Regions from separate parts of the Mus musculus genome. Here region 1 is linked to region 2. The links are chromatin contacts, called in public ChIA-PET maps. All regions are on one chromosome and are shown on one strand. Each heading gives the region's core, a stretch centred on a gene start, on an enhancer-like site or on the middle of the called end of the contact. The rest is flanking DNA. Distances are from core to core; before and after follow the strand shown.

Region 1 (6,045 bases), core at 2,128-4,627, 280 kb before region 2:
ATGATTTGCTAAAATGAAGGATCAGTCTGAATTTTAGAACTCCTCTTCATGATCTTATTTCAACATTGTGGACACTGTGAAGTGAGAATTGTTTTAATGGTTGGGGCATTGCCTTAGAGTCTTACTGAAAATTATTTATACAGGACCCGTTTCAGACTCATGACTCTTCTGAGTATTGTGGATAGAGCAATCAGGGTGACTTATCATGTATACTGTATCTCTCCTTTCTTGGTAAAGGCCATGCTGCCCTTACACCGTGAACAGCACTGCCCACCAGCAGGCACTTTCCTACAGCTCCAAGAATAAAGAAATTCTAAACAGGTCTTCTGCCTCCGTTTTTAAAAAATCAGAATAATTGATTATGTTCTTTGACAATTTTATACATGCAAACAATATACTCTGATCACTTTCTCTCCCCTTCTTTTATAGTCTTCCAATTCCTAACAACCCCCTCCATACCTGTCCTTTTCCTAGATTCTTGACTTTGGTTTTGTTCTGTGACCCACAGTTTAACCAAGACCATCGTTGTGACTGATTGGACCTATCTATTGGTGCTCAGTGAGGTCACCAGTGGGCACACAACAGAATGCAATGACTCTCCATCTCTCTTAATCTCTCAGTAGCAAATACTTCAGCATTGAGGATTGGGGTTCCTTGAGTTCCTCCTCTACCCAAGTTCGACTATTGCAGAACCCATTCTTATACAAACTCAATGCACTCTCCCTTTTTATCTTTCGTTCACTCACCTTGCCCATGGACATCTGGATCATCTTTTCAATGTTTCTTTATGATAAAACAATATCACATTATGCAAATTCTAGAAAAACAAACAAACACAAGACAACAAAACCAGACCTATGTTAATTTCCAAGTGAAGAAGAGAAGCCATGCTTTCTAGTCTGGACTCGAAAGTTCTCTGTATTACAAACTTGCTTCTCTGTAGCTTTGTTTCTCATCCAGCAACTGCCTCAAACAGTTTACACACACACACACACACACACACACACACACACACACACACACACACACATATACACACACACAGTGTCTGCCTTGAACTTTAGGGCTCCCAAGTGTTGGTATCTCCTACTTCCTCTGCTGGAATAACTCATTCAACAGTCTCTTCCAGGATGACTTCTGTAGCATAAGGCCAAACTCAGATTCCATACTTGAGAGGATCCTGGCCACTCCCTCCCTAGGCCTCTCCCCCTTTTCTCCTGCATGTCCTTTGTCTCTCAAGGGAGAGTTATTTATTACCTGGGTGTAACTTTAGCTTGGTTTGTTTCATTTTGTGACACAGGAGGATTCTCTTTCCTGAGAATAATGTCAAGCAGAATGTCAGGTTTCTGGAGAAGAAAGCCCATGATTTTTCCATTATATTTAAAATGACCTAGAGATGTATGTCTTTAGTGATCCCTGAAAGGTCACAATAAATATTTTTTAATTAACCGAATCCTTGAGTGCTGTGTTTTCAAGCACACTGGGAACTGCTCACAAAGCCTAACACTTCAAGTAATTTATGTGAGTAGGTAAAAAAAAAAAAAAATCTAGTTATATTTGAATTGATCACTGTAGAACCACAAAAAAAGGGGGGGGGGGTTTACCTCCTGCTCACCTTTCCACTTCTCAAAGCATCTTCTTCGAATTGAGTAATTTGCATAGACTGTTTAAAAACGTTGTCCAAACACAGTCCTGGCTTGCTTCTCTAGCAGAAATGAATGTGTGTGTGTTCTAGCTCCCCTTTGTAAATAATCGCATTTGTCTCAGAAGTTCAAGAAGTTCAAGGTTGCTCTTCACATTGTGAAACTGACAGCTTCTGTTTCATATGCAGCAGGCTGGAATATCAGGCAGAAGAAAGGCTGTGCGGTTTGGGATTTGGTGAGCAGAGAGGATAACAGGAAAGATTGATATGGCTTCATAGAAGAGTTATTTTTAAGTACAGAGAATGCCTATCCCCCTGCTGAAAGGGCCTTTAGAAAATATTACCAAGACAGAAAAGCTGTGGGGGCCATTCCCACCACCTGGGATAGCCATTCTGGTCTGCAGGCTGTTGCTGCCACCTGCTGCAAGCAGGCAGCCATGGAGGGGCTGTCACTTGGGTCTTGCCACTTCAGAATAACAGATGCATTCAACGTGTGTGGCACAGCCATCTGAGAAGTGTCTTCTCTAAGAGTCTAGATGGATCCCAAGGGAAAATTAGTAAAAATCTGATGGGTTCAGGCCACAGAAATTCCTAGGTATTAGAATCATGAACCATGAATCAAATAAATAGCTAAGACAGATTGGACCAACCGACACCCAAGTGCCTCTAATAAACCACCTTAGCAAAAGGCAGGGATTCTGTGAACAGTGAACCTCTAGTTCTGAAAAATCACACTCTCTCGTCTTAATGAGGCATTCTCCTGCTCTCTTTTTAAAAGTTTCCTCATTTTAATGCAGTAAGAGTCTAAGTACTCCAAGTAAGAATTCAGTAAATTGGGGTTTTTATTGCAGTTTTACAACAGGTGTAGTAAGAGGTGACAAAGTTCCTCTCCAAGTATATAATCTGTCTTCGTCTAATAGGGACACCAAGTCACAGATCAGAGTCTTTCTAACACATCTCCTGGAAGGCTTTATTAAGTCCCATCACTGACTTAACAGAATTCCCAGCTGCGATGAAGAAAGATGCCCTGAGCAGTTACATCACTTCCTGTCCTCCCTTCAAGGATCTGAATTGCTAACCCTCCCTGGAAAAGTCATCAGGACCACCTGACTTAACATACCCACCGACACTCTGTGTAGTTTAGTTCTTTATGGTTTTTGGATTAGCCAGATAAAGCTCTTAGACCTTCATTTAAAACGCCTCCTAGCTGTGACAGTGAGCAATTTCCCCATTTGGTCTCCAAACTGGTAAGGACAAAGGGTAGGAAAGACCCCCTAACTTCTCCCCTCCACAGAAATGTGGATTTACCTACAAGGAACTAGACAATAAATTCAGTTGGATAGCTGACATTACTCCCAGTTATTCTTCAGGGTTTATTAAAATCAAATATGTTAACCATTGTTCTTTCACCCTGGGGCTATTCAGGAAAGAAAATATATCTTATGATTGGACTGAAAAGCTATTACAAGAGGCAGCAAGCTCGTGTTTGCTAAAGGACTTTGTGCTCTTGAAAGGAAATGTATAAAAAGCACAAGGGGACTTCTCTGCACAGTTTCCTTTGTTTCGATTTTAGAAGCAGCTTGACTGACAAAGAAACTGAAGGAGAGAATCTTGGGATATGGAAGCGTCTTTTAAAGGTGAGACAGGCGCAAGGTTTCAGAGAACAGTTTCCACATTGTTCTTGTGAAGGTTATACTTAGCCCTGAACCACACTACTTTCCTGTCTGCATTTCATTTCCTGGGGACTTGCCAAGCGATCAACAGCCCCAACCCTGTGGTAGAGTTGAGGTTTTTGAGCACGAATAGGGTGGCTAGCGTTTGCTTAGCTAGAAACAGCAATCGCCTCCTGTGATCATTACAGAAATGCTGGCGTGAGCTCTTCGGGAGACAATGGGGAGAAAATGGACATATTGTGTTGTTTACACCATCATCCAGATACAGTTTTTCAGGGGTAAGACTTCCGCTCACGCTGGTCTTTTCAGATGGCTGCTTAGGGACCCTTTGCTCCTTTGAAATGCTTCAAGACTGCTGCAGGAGTCGATCACTGAAGGACAAGCTGTTGCTAAGGTTGTCAGTTAGCTGCTTAAGTGGCAGCTACGGGAAAGATGCTAGAGTCGATACAGGATTCCTAATGAGCACAAAACCTAAGGAGGAAACAAACAGCGCCATTGCTCTTGTCTCTCTTTACCATTTCTCCTCTTCAAAGAGTCTTGAATTATGGGAAAATTGTGTGTCTTGGAGAGGAAATGTTCCTGGATCATTATAAAGACAACGGCAGAAAACTAAGACACCCTATAATCATGTCCGTGGTCAGAAAGCCTTGCTCAGCTTTTAATCCTCTCTCAGGCATTTCTTTTCAAATTAACAAACAAGTGTCTCTCCTCCCTAATACTAATGTCATTAGTGGTTGGATTTATGTTAAGCCTAACTCAGTTACATACAAGGAGTACCTTGCAAAGCCAAGGGGAGCCCTTTATGACCATGGGAAATGAAACCTAAAAGGTCCATTTCAAAATGGAAGGAGGAAAGCTTAGTTCTGAACCCCGCAATACAAGATTCGTGCTGAAAACCCGAGCTATGCATGGCAATGAAGATCGCTAGAGTTTCTGAATCAAAGACACGTTGGAACTGGTGATCCAGATAGGCTCGGATGCATGTTATTGAAGGGTCACTCCTGGGGAGTTACATTCAGATGTATAACCTCTGTCTACACAAACTCTGTGCATCCACAAACGTATAATAATTCCTATCCATCAAGTGTCTTTGTTTCTTCTTAGCAGCTTGCTGTCTTTTTATCTATTCCCTTGTGAGCTCTGGGGGACTTGTCCCAGTAATGTATTACTTCTGTGATGGTAAATTTGAAAAGGGCATCTGAAGCATTTCTGAAGACATATCAAAGGCCCAGTGCTGAACAAATTTTGAGTGGTCTGTACCATGCAGTCAGGTTGCCGATGGGAGAAAGAACCTTTCATATCTAGCGTTTCATGAGCTGGTTAGAGATGATACCCTAGGGAACATTTACCTGAGGCACCTGCTCCTTTCTCCTTGGGAGATGTAACTACATGGAGATGAAGGTCCCTTCATCCTCAGAGAGAATGTCAAGTTTCTTATTCTACTCAGCCAGACTGAATGTAGGAAGCAGTTTGGAGTTGCGAAGTTAATGCTAAAGGAAAACTACAGATGTGACTGATTGTGAAGAGAATTCATCTTCTCTTAAGGGAGTCCATCTCTGAATGCTCTACTTCATTTCTCACTGCTTTTCTTTCCTTTTTGATAAGGGAGCCTAATAATATTATCTTATGAAGCATGAAGATTTAAAAGATAGCACGTATAAAAGCCTCTTATAAACACATAATATTTTAAAATAAAAGCCCACTTTATTATAACAGACTTGCAAATAAAGTTTGAAAAGAAAACTATTATACTTAGACTAGTTATTATATATGTAGATGCAGAAAGGTCAACAGTAAGCATGTGTATTAACGACTTCATGCTAAGTTTGCTGGGGCACTTCTGTCTTTAAACAGACTTAAGTTATGAGGCTGAAGAGGGAATTCAGCAATTAAGAGCACTTGCTGCACTTGTAGAGATTGGTTCCAGTGCCCACATCTGGCAATTCATATCCAGCTGTAATTCCAGTTCATGATGGATCTGTGGGCATTTGCATTCATATTCACAAACAGACAGATACTCGTACATATAGGTAAAAACATAATAAAATATCAGTCTTCAAAGATACTTAATTTTATTCACCATCAGTGACCCTCAGTTACTTTTTGGACAGACCAACAAACAGAAATAGGCATGTGTCAACAATTTCTTCTACTTATCTTAAACACACACACACACACACACACACACACACACACACACACAGTGTGCAACCTATAGGGGCACCCCAGGGGAATAACGCAAACTAATTATTCACATCTTTCCTTTCCAGGAGTGTGGGAAGAGCTATTCAATGTTGGAGATGACGTGTATGCTCTACCTGGTTCTGACATCAACTTGACCTGCCAAACAAAGGAGAAAAACTTCTTGGTACAGATGCAGTGGTCCAAGGTCACAGATAAGAATGACATGATTGCTCTTTATCATCCCCAATATGGCCTCTACTGTGGGCAGGAGCATGCCTGTGAGTCACAAGTGGCTGCCACAGAAACTGAGAAGGGTGTAACAAATTGGACTCTGTACTTAAGGAATATCTCTTCTGCCCTGGGTGGAAAGTATGAGTGCATCTTTACTCTGTATCCAGAAGGCATCAAGACTACAGTCTACAACCTCATTGTGGAACCCTGTGAGTATAAACTTCCCACGGAACGATTTCTCTGCTTTCATGAACCTTTCATTCATTTAGTGAATACACGAAGACAGCAGACACTGTCTACATTTGGTATTGAACA
Region 2 (6,494 bases), core at 535-3,034:
TCTTGATCATCCTGCATCAACTGGTCAAGAGCTGGAATTATTGTCCCGTACCACCATACCTGGGAAGAAGCAATTTTTTCAGTTGCATAATTTAAGCTCAGGGGAATACAATAAAGGCAACTTCTGACTGGAGTATATGGGAAGGCAGAGAGTTGAGATAGCTTTTTGTAACAATTGGCCATCATTTTGCTATAGTTAAACAGGTAAGTGTATGGAGAGGCAAGTGGCTCAAGAGTGTCTTTCCTTTCATTGAGATGGGATAAATGATTTTAAGTTGATGGAGATGAGGTGAAAGGATGGGGTGTAAGTCATGTGAATTTAATAGCGTGGGATACCGAGGTGGTGCGTTGAGAATGCTCTAAAACACAAATCATCCTTATAGGAGTGGTTCTCATGGAAATTAGAAGTCAAAATTTCGGGGCTGGAGAGGTTGTTTGGCAGCAAAGAGCTGTCTAGCTTTTGAAGAGGATCTGAGTTTGGCTGTCAAAACCCTTGTGGAGTGGCTCATGGCCATTTCTGCTTTCCCTTCCTACTTGGATTCACGTGCACACACATGCACCAAAGCACACGCAGGAATAAATAGTAAACATTATTTAATCTTAAAAGTCATACTTTTGCTCAATAAAACATTTTAAATATGCATTTTATTAGTGCGTGTTCTCACAGCTAAAGGCATTGTGTATAGATGAAGCATAGGTTTATTAACTACTGGAAGTACCTACACTAGTACCCCTGTTGCTATTGCTACAGCCTTGAAGACATCCTTGGTGGTAGCTAAAACAATTTGCTAGGGCCATATTGTTATTAAAGAGCTTGCCGGTCCTGGACCTTGCGAGTTCCTCCAAGGTTCTTGTCTTTCTTTGACTTAACCCCACTGGGGCAGAACTTTACAAACATCCACATTTGCATGCGTCAAGACAGACTAGCTGCTCAGGGAAGCAAGGCTGAAAGGCGTTCACGTTAATATTGCTTCCACTGGTTATGTTAAATGTGTTGGAAAATGCAGAACCCTTTATGAGACATCCCTCCAAGGCAATCAGTATCACGGAGTTTTAAATCTGCTTGATTCCAGCCCTGACCCCAGGCGGTTCCATTGCCATTTGGCACAGCTGCTTTTCTGACGCATCAGGTAAACCTGCCCTGGGGAGAGCAGTCTATGGTGAAGTCACCTGGAGTTTCACAGAGCAGAAACTTCGTCCTGGGGAGGAAATCGCACTCCAGGACGTGTTGTGTTCTCTCGTCCCATTTCCACCTTATTTAAAAAAAAAAAAGAAAAGAAAAGAAAAGAAAAGAAAAGAAAAGAAAGCCAACAACAAAGGTTTCTAGCACATAGCTGCGAACGTAGCTTTGAGAAAGTGGAGCCTAGAGATGTGACGAGTGGCCAGGCCACTCCAAACGCAGTAAAAGCAGCAGCAGCTTAGCTCCCTAAGAACCTAGGCTCCAGGACTTCCTAGCTGGGAACTCCAAGGATCCGCTGCGGTGCCTCGAAACTCGGGTCGGGACCAGGAGGGAGCTTCGAGGAGTCCACCACCGCGGGCCGAGGGGCTCTGCTGAGTGTGACACAGAGCACCCAGGGTGCCTGCCTTCTGTGGCCGCCTGCATTCGGCCACCTTATCGCCCCAGGTGAGTAGTGGGCTACAGAGGGCCTGGAGGAGCCGGCCCGCATTGCCTTTGCGCACCCTGGTGGCTCCTTGGGGACACAGCCTCCCCCTCAGCCGACTTGGTAGCCGCCCGTCTCTCTGCGGAGGTCGGGGGCGGAGAGGAGGCGGTGGCCGCCCCCACCGGGAGGGGCGCCCGGAGTGCGCGGTGTGCGGCGGCAGGGTCTGGCTGCAGCCTGCGGCAGCGGCGGGGACCGGACTAGGACACAGGGAGAGAGGGAGGGCGGAGGCAAGGGACAGGCCCAAGGGCAGCGGGACCCGAGGAGAGAGTTGCAGTTCCAGAGAAAGATGAGCTGGTGAGTGGGCGCCCTGAGCGCAGATTTTCTTTGCTTCCCTTGCAGGCTGTAGAGACAAAAGCCCGGGCAGGGGTCCGCAAAGCCTAAACCTTACAGTCCTAGAGTGCTCTGTCCTCCATTGTGCACGGCGATGCGGGGTGGAGGCATTGTGGGGAAGGGGTGTCCAGTAGGGGTGAGGTTTTCGTGAGTGATTGGGTCGAAAAGGCAGGATTTAATTAAGGGTCCCGAAGGCAACTTTTGCGGAAAGTCTGGATTGCTTAGACAGAGATCTGGATTCCGGGGATAAGAAGATCCACAGCTGGATCTTGAGGAGTACGGGACTCAGATAGGACCTTTCTGAAATCGGCTTCTAGTTGTACTTTGTTTCTAGAATGAGGCTGCACGGCGAGCCTCCGGACCGAGATTCTTTCCAGGAGCTCCTGACTGTGATTCAGTTATGGTTTCCCTATCATCCCACACTGAGGGCGTGATGGTCTCTTTCTCTGTGGTGATAGCAGCTGCAACTCTGGGTAGCATTTCGACCCTCTGCTTCAGCCGCTCAGAGAGCCTGCTGAACTCTGGCTTGGTGCGCTCAGTAACTTCACCCTTGCCAGCAGCACTGGAAGCGGGGAGGACTTAGCTAACTCCCGCCACCGGCAGGAAATTAAAAGGCTGACGGGCTGTCCCTTCCCGGATTGGGGTTTCCTGTTTAAAAGAGCTTTATAAGTCCAACCTCCTTCCAGAGGCTCCTCTTTTACCTTTCTCACTTCAAAGAGGGAAGATTCCCACAGTCTTTTATGTGGACTAGCCAAGACTGGAAATCCTTTCGTCCGGCCCAGCCCTCTTCCCTAGAAGTCTTCCTTTTGTGGTATCTCAAGTGTTCTAGGATACACAGCTAGTCTCCTAGCCAGTCAGAGCTGTGAGGGTAAGTCTAGTAGAGACATAAAATGTGGAGTCCGTTAGTGTAAATATTCACACGTTTCCCCCTCCAGTGTATGAACATGTAAATTACAGATGTAAATGTTCAACTCTGACGCTTGTAACAAAGCTTCTAACTTGGGCTTCACTTGTGTGTTTGAGATTATTTTTCCTCTGGGCTTCAAACGACTGAATTTAGATGGAAGGTTCCAAATATGGTTCACAGTTTCATAGGGTTAAACGTTTGCCCTCGGAGCACTTGAATTCTTAGTTCCTGGTAGGCTAGCAACACATTCATTGGGTCTGAGGTAAATAATCCTTTAGAGTGGTCTACTATTTTAACAGAACATGCTTGGTGCCATTTGAACCTTAAATGTGCCATTTAAGGTTCGTTGAAAAGTAACAGTTGTGTTTTCCTGAGGTTCCCTTCCTGGACTTAGTTGTTTAAAAGTTTTTAACTGAATGGTTTTTTTTTCTTTCTCCTTATAAATACATTGTGGAATTTAAACATTGCGTATAATTAAGAAACTCCGCAGTCTCCAAACATTGACAAAGGCCTTTAAAAGAGAGGAGAGATGAGCCTTTGCATTTAGCTTGGTGTAGCTTTTACTCCAGAGGCAGGGAAGTTTGCAAATCCTAGCACGCTCACAAATGGCAAAAGGAGATGTTTGGTTAAGAGCAGTCATCCAGGGCAGGCAATTTGCAGGCTTCTGTCTGGTTCCCCACAGCTGGCAGCTGCTGCTCTTTTGGGGTGAGAAAGGACAGCAGGGCTATCTGCTGCATCCCTGCTTGGGGCAAGCCAGAAAAGCTAGATAAGAAGGTGGGTGAAGATGCAGCCCATCTCTTCAACAACTCTGGCCAAAGTGCGTCACTTCCCCTGGCATTTTCAGGAGAAGGGAGAAAAGCCAAAGTTGACTTGATGGAGCTTGATTGAAGGGCTTTTCGTTACTTTCTTCAGTGTTGTTGGCTCTATGCATGGTGGGTTGTGGAGTGTAATGGAGAACTCACTTCAGGAGTCTTTATTAGTTTTGCATCATTGTTTAAAGCCGTTGGGGCATTGTGGTTATAGTAATTGACCTTACAGGATGCTACATTTCAGCCCTTGGCAGAGAGGGGTTGCCTCAGGTGACAGGGAAAGACAGGAACATTGTACATTTTCCAAGAATACCTGAGCTTTATAAATTGTCATTAAATCTCTCTGAGCTTAATTATTAAATGTGGGGAAACACCTTTTGAGTGGTGTGCTTTGTCTTGAAAGCCCCGAAGTGTGTTTTAGCAGTAGTTCTCAGGAAGAAGGAGTGGCCTGCTGTCTGAATCTTGGCAAGTCTTTTGGTTATGAAGCTGAGGGTAGGAAGGTTCCATCAGCCTCCATTGAATAGAGATCTGGGATGCTGTTATATACCAGGACACATCTTAGCATCTAGAACACACAGAGAGCTATCTGTCTCAGACCCTGTTCTACGGCATTTCCCTAGGTCACGCAGATGTTAGTAAATTGGGGATCTTGATTTAGTTTAGATCTTCACAAATTTACTTAACTCTTGTTGTTCACACATACCACATCCCGCAAGCTTTTTCATCTGCCGTGGACCCTTCTGTCCTTAGCACTAGAAGTCTCTATATCCTGTAGAGATGAAGGACATTGTTAGGTTTCCTTTATGCTTTTGAATTGCCTAAAAATTGAATTTGAGCACAAGGGAGCCTCAGCGATCACTAAATTCAATTCTCAGTTCATAGATGATAAGCCCAGGGATTAGAGACTGGAAAGTCCTTGGGTGAGTTAGTGGCAGACACAGCTCTTGCTAGAGCCTGAGACTAGAGAATGTAATAATTGATATTTAGGAAGGCCAGACTTAAAAACAGAGAAACAAACCAAAGCAAAATCAAGAACAAAAACTGGGACTTGACCCTTCTTGAGAGTTTTAGCAAAAGCTTTCCCCAATTTGAAAATAAACTCCTGGATGCGGGCAGTAATGTAAGCCTGAGTGACTACAGAGCATATGTCTGGGTGTGTGTGACCTGTGACACCACTTCTGAGGCCTGGACTATCTTTTCCATGTCAGATTGAGCAACAGATGGTCCCACATACATAGCAGATGCTGTCTTTGAATGCAGGTACAAAATGAGCATCTGAGGTTTTCCTCCTTCGCCCTCTCACTGTGCCTTAGCATCAGAGCACATGAATGGGCAGTTATCTCAGACAGACGGGAAAGGTTATGGAGGGAGAAAGATCCCTGGCAGCTGCAGAGGGTGGGTGGGTGGCAGAGATCTATAAACTGATGAATGTGGATATAGAACCCATTCAATTGTGTCAAGTTGAAATCTGAAGACATTTCAAGCTGAACTATTTGGGGCAGTTGGACAAGATAACTCTGGGAGTAAAAGGAACCTTAGAAATCTTACCAGGTTTGGGATGTGGCTCAGTTGGTAAAATGCTTATCTAACAGGCATGATGATGCCCTAGGTTTGGTTCACAGAATCATAAAGAGGCAGGAATGGTGGTATGTATCTACAGATCTAGAGACCCATTTCAAATAAAAGAGCAAAACAACTAAGGTCTTTTTAACTGCTTGGTAGGATTAAGTAGGCTGGGATGGGATGATTGCTTCCATCAGTTCTCAAGGCTATCTTGGCCATTGTCTTAGTTAGGGTTTCATTGTTGTGAAGAGACACCATGACTACGGCAACTCTTATAAAAGAAAACATTTCGTTGGGAGCTTATCTAAAGTTTCAGGGGAATTAGTCCATTTTTATCATGTTGGGAAGCTGACAGGCATGGCACTGAAGCAGTGTCAGAGAGCTTTAGATCATGACCCACAGGCAGAAGACACATACCCACATACACACACACACACACACACACACAGAGAGAGAGAGAGAGAGAGAGAGAGAGAGAGACAGAGACAGAGACAGAGACAGAGACAGAGACAGAGACAAAGACAGATTGGGCTTTAGATCCACAGGCAAAAGACACACACATAGACACATGTGTGTGCGCTCGTGTGTCCACACACCCACAGACACATACACACACATACAGAAAGAGACAGAGAGGAAGAGAAAGGCAGACACAGACACAAAGACAGTCACAAAAACAGACACAGAGACAGGCAGTCAGGCAGACACAAAGACAGACAGAGAGACAGACAGACATGTAGGTAGACAGGTAGACAGAGACAGAGACAAAGACTGGGTTCTGTCTCAAAGTCCAACCCCAGCTACACCCTTCTTCCAACAAAGCAAGCCACATCTTCCCAACAGTTCATCAACTGGGGACTAATATATGAACCTAGAAGGCCATTTTCCTTCACACCATCACGGTAATGTAGTGAGTGCTAAGCCAGTCAGAGCTGAGCATGGTGAGACTCTTTCTGGAGAACTTGAATTCTCTTGTCTGATCCCACGGTTCCCAAGCCTTACACATGGTTTGGTAGTGACAGAACAGAATACATTTCCTGACTTCTTCTCCATGACATATTATCTTGCGCAAAGTTATTGTTAATGTAATTTCATATTAGTGAATGGCTTCATATCTAGAGAGAAACTGCCTCAATTGTTTTTTGTTGGTTTTTTTTTTCACCTCTTGTTGTTTGCTTCAGGAAAATGTCTCATTCTGTACCCTAGGCTGGCCTGGAACCTACTT

Evidence for each region. ChIA-PET counts read pairs in DNA pulled down with a chosen protein or histone mark.
Region 1: a contact with region 2 is called in an RNA polymerase II ChIA-PET map of memory CD8 T cells, with 7 read pairs. The contact joins the promoter of Cd96 here to the promoter of Phldb2 in region 2. A contact is called at or near these places in 1 of 39 promoter capture datasets (pre-B cells), 2 of 484 Hi-C or Micro-C datasets (the HL-1 cell line and ventricular fibroblasts) and 1 of 115 datasets of contacts at active chromatin or transcription factors (memory CD8 T cells).

The regions. Positions count from the first base shown.
Region 1 is chr16:46,117,580-46,123,624 of GRCm38.p6, reverse strand. It overlaps Cd96 (CD96 antigen), which reads left to right and starts at 3,377. Exons shown (of 15, transcript NM_032465.2): 1 at 3,377-3,593; 2 at 5,586-5,939. The coding sequence starts at 3,533.
Region 2 is chr16:45,839,668-45,846,161 of GRCm38.p6, reverse strand. Phldb2 (pleckstrin homology like domain, family B, member 2) reads left to right here and starts at 1,784. Exons shown (of 18, transcript NM_153412.4): 1 at 1,784-1,954.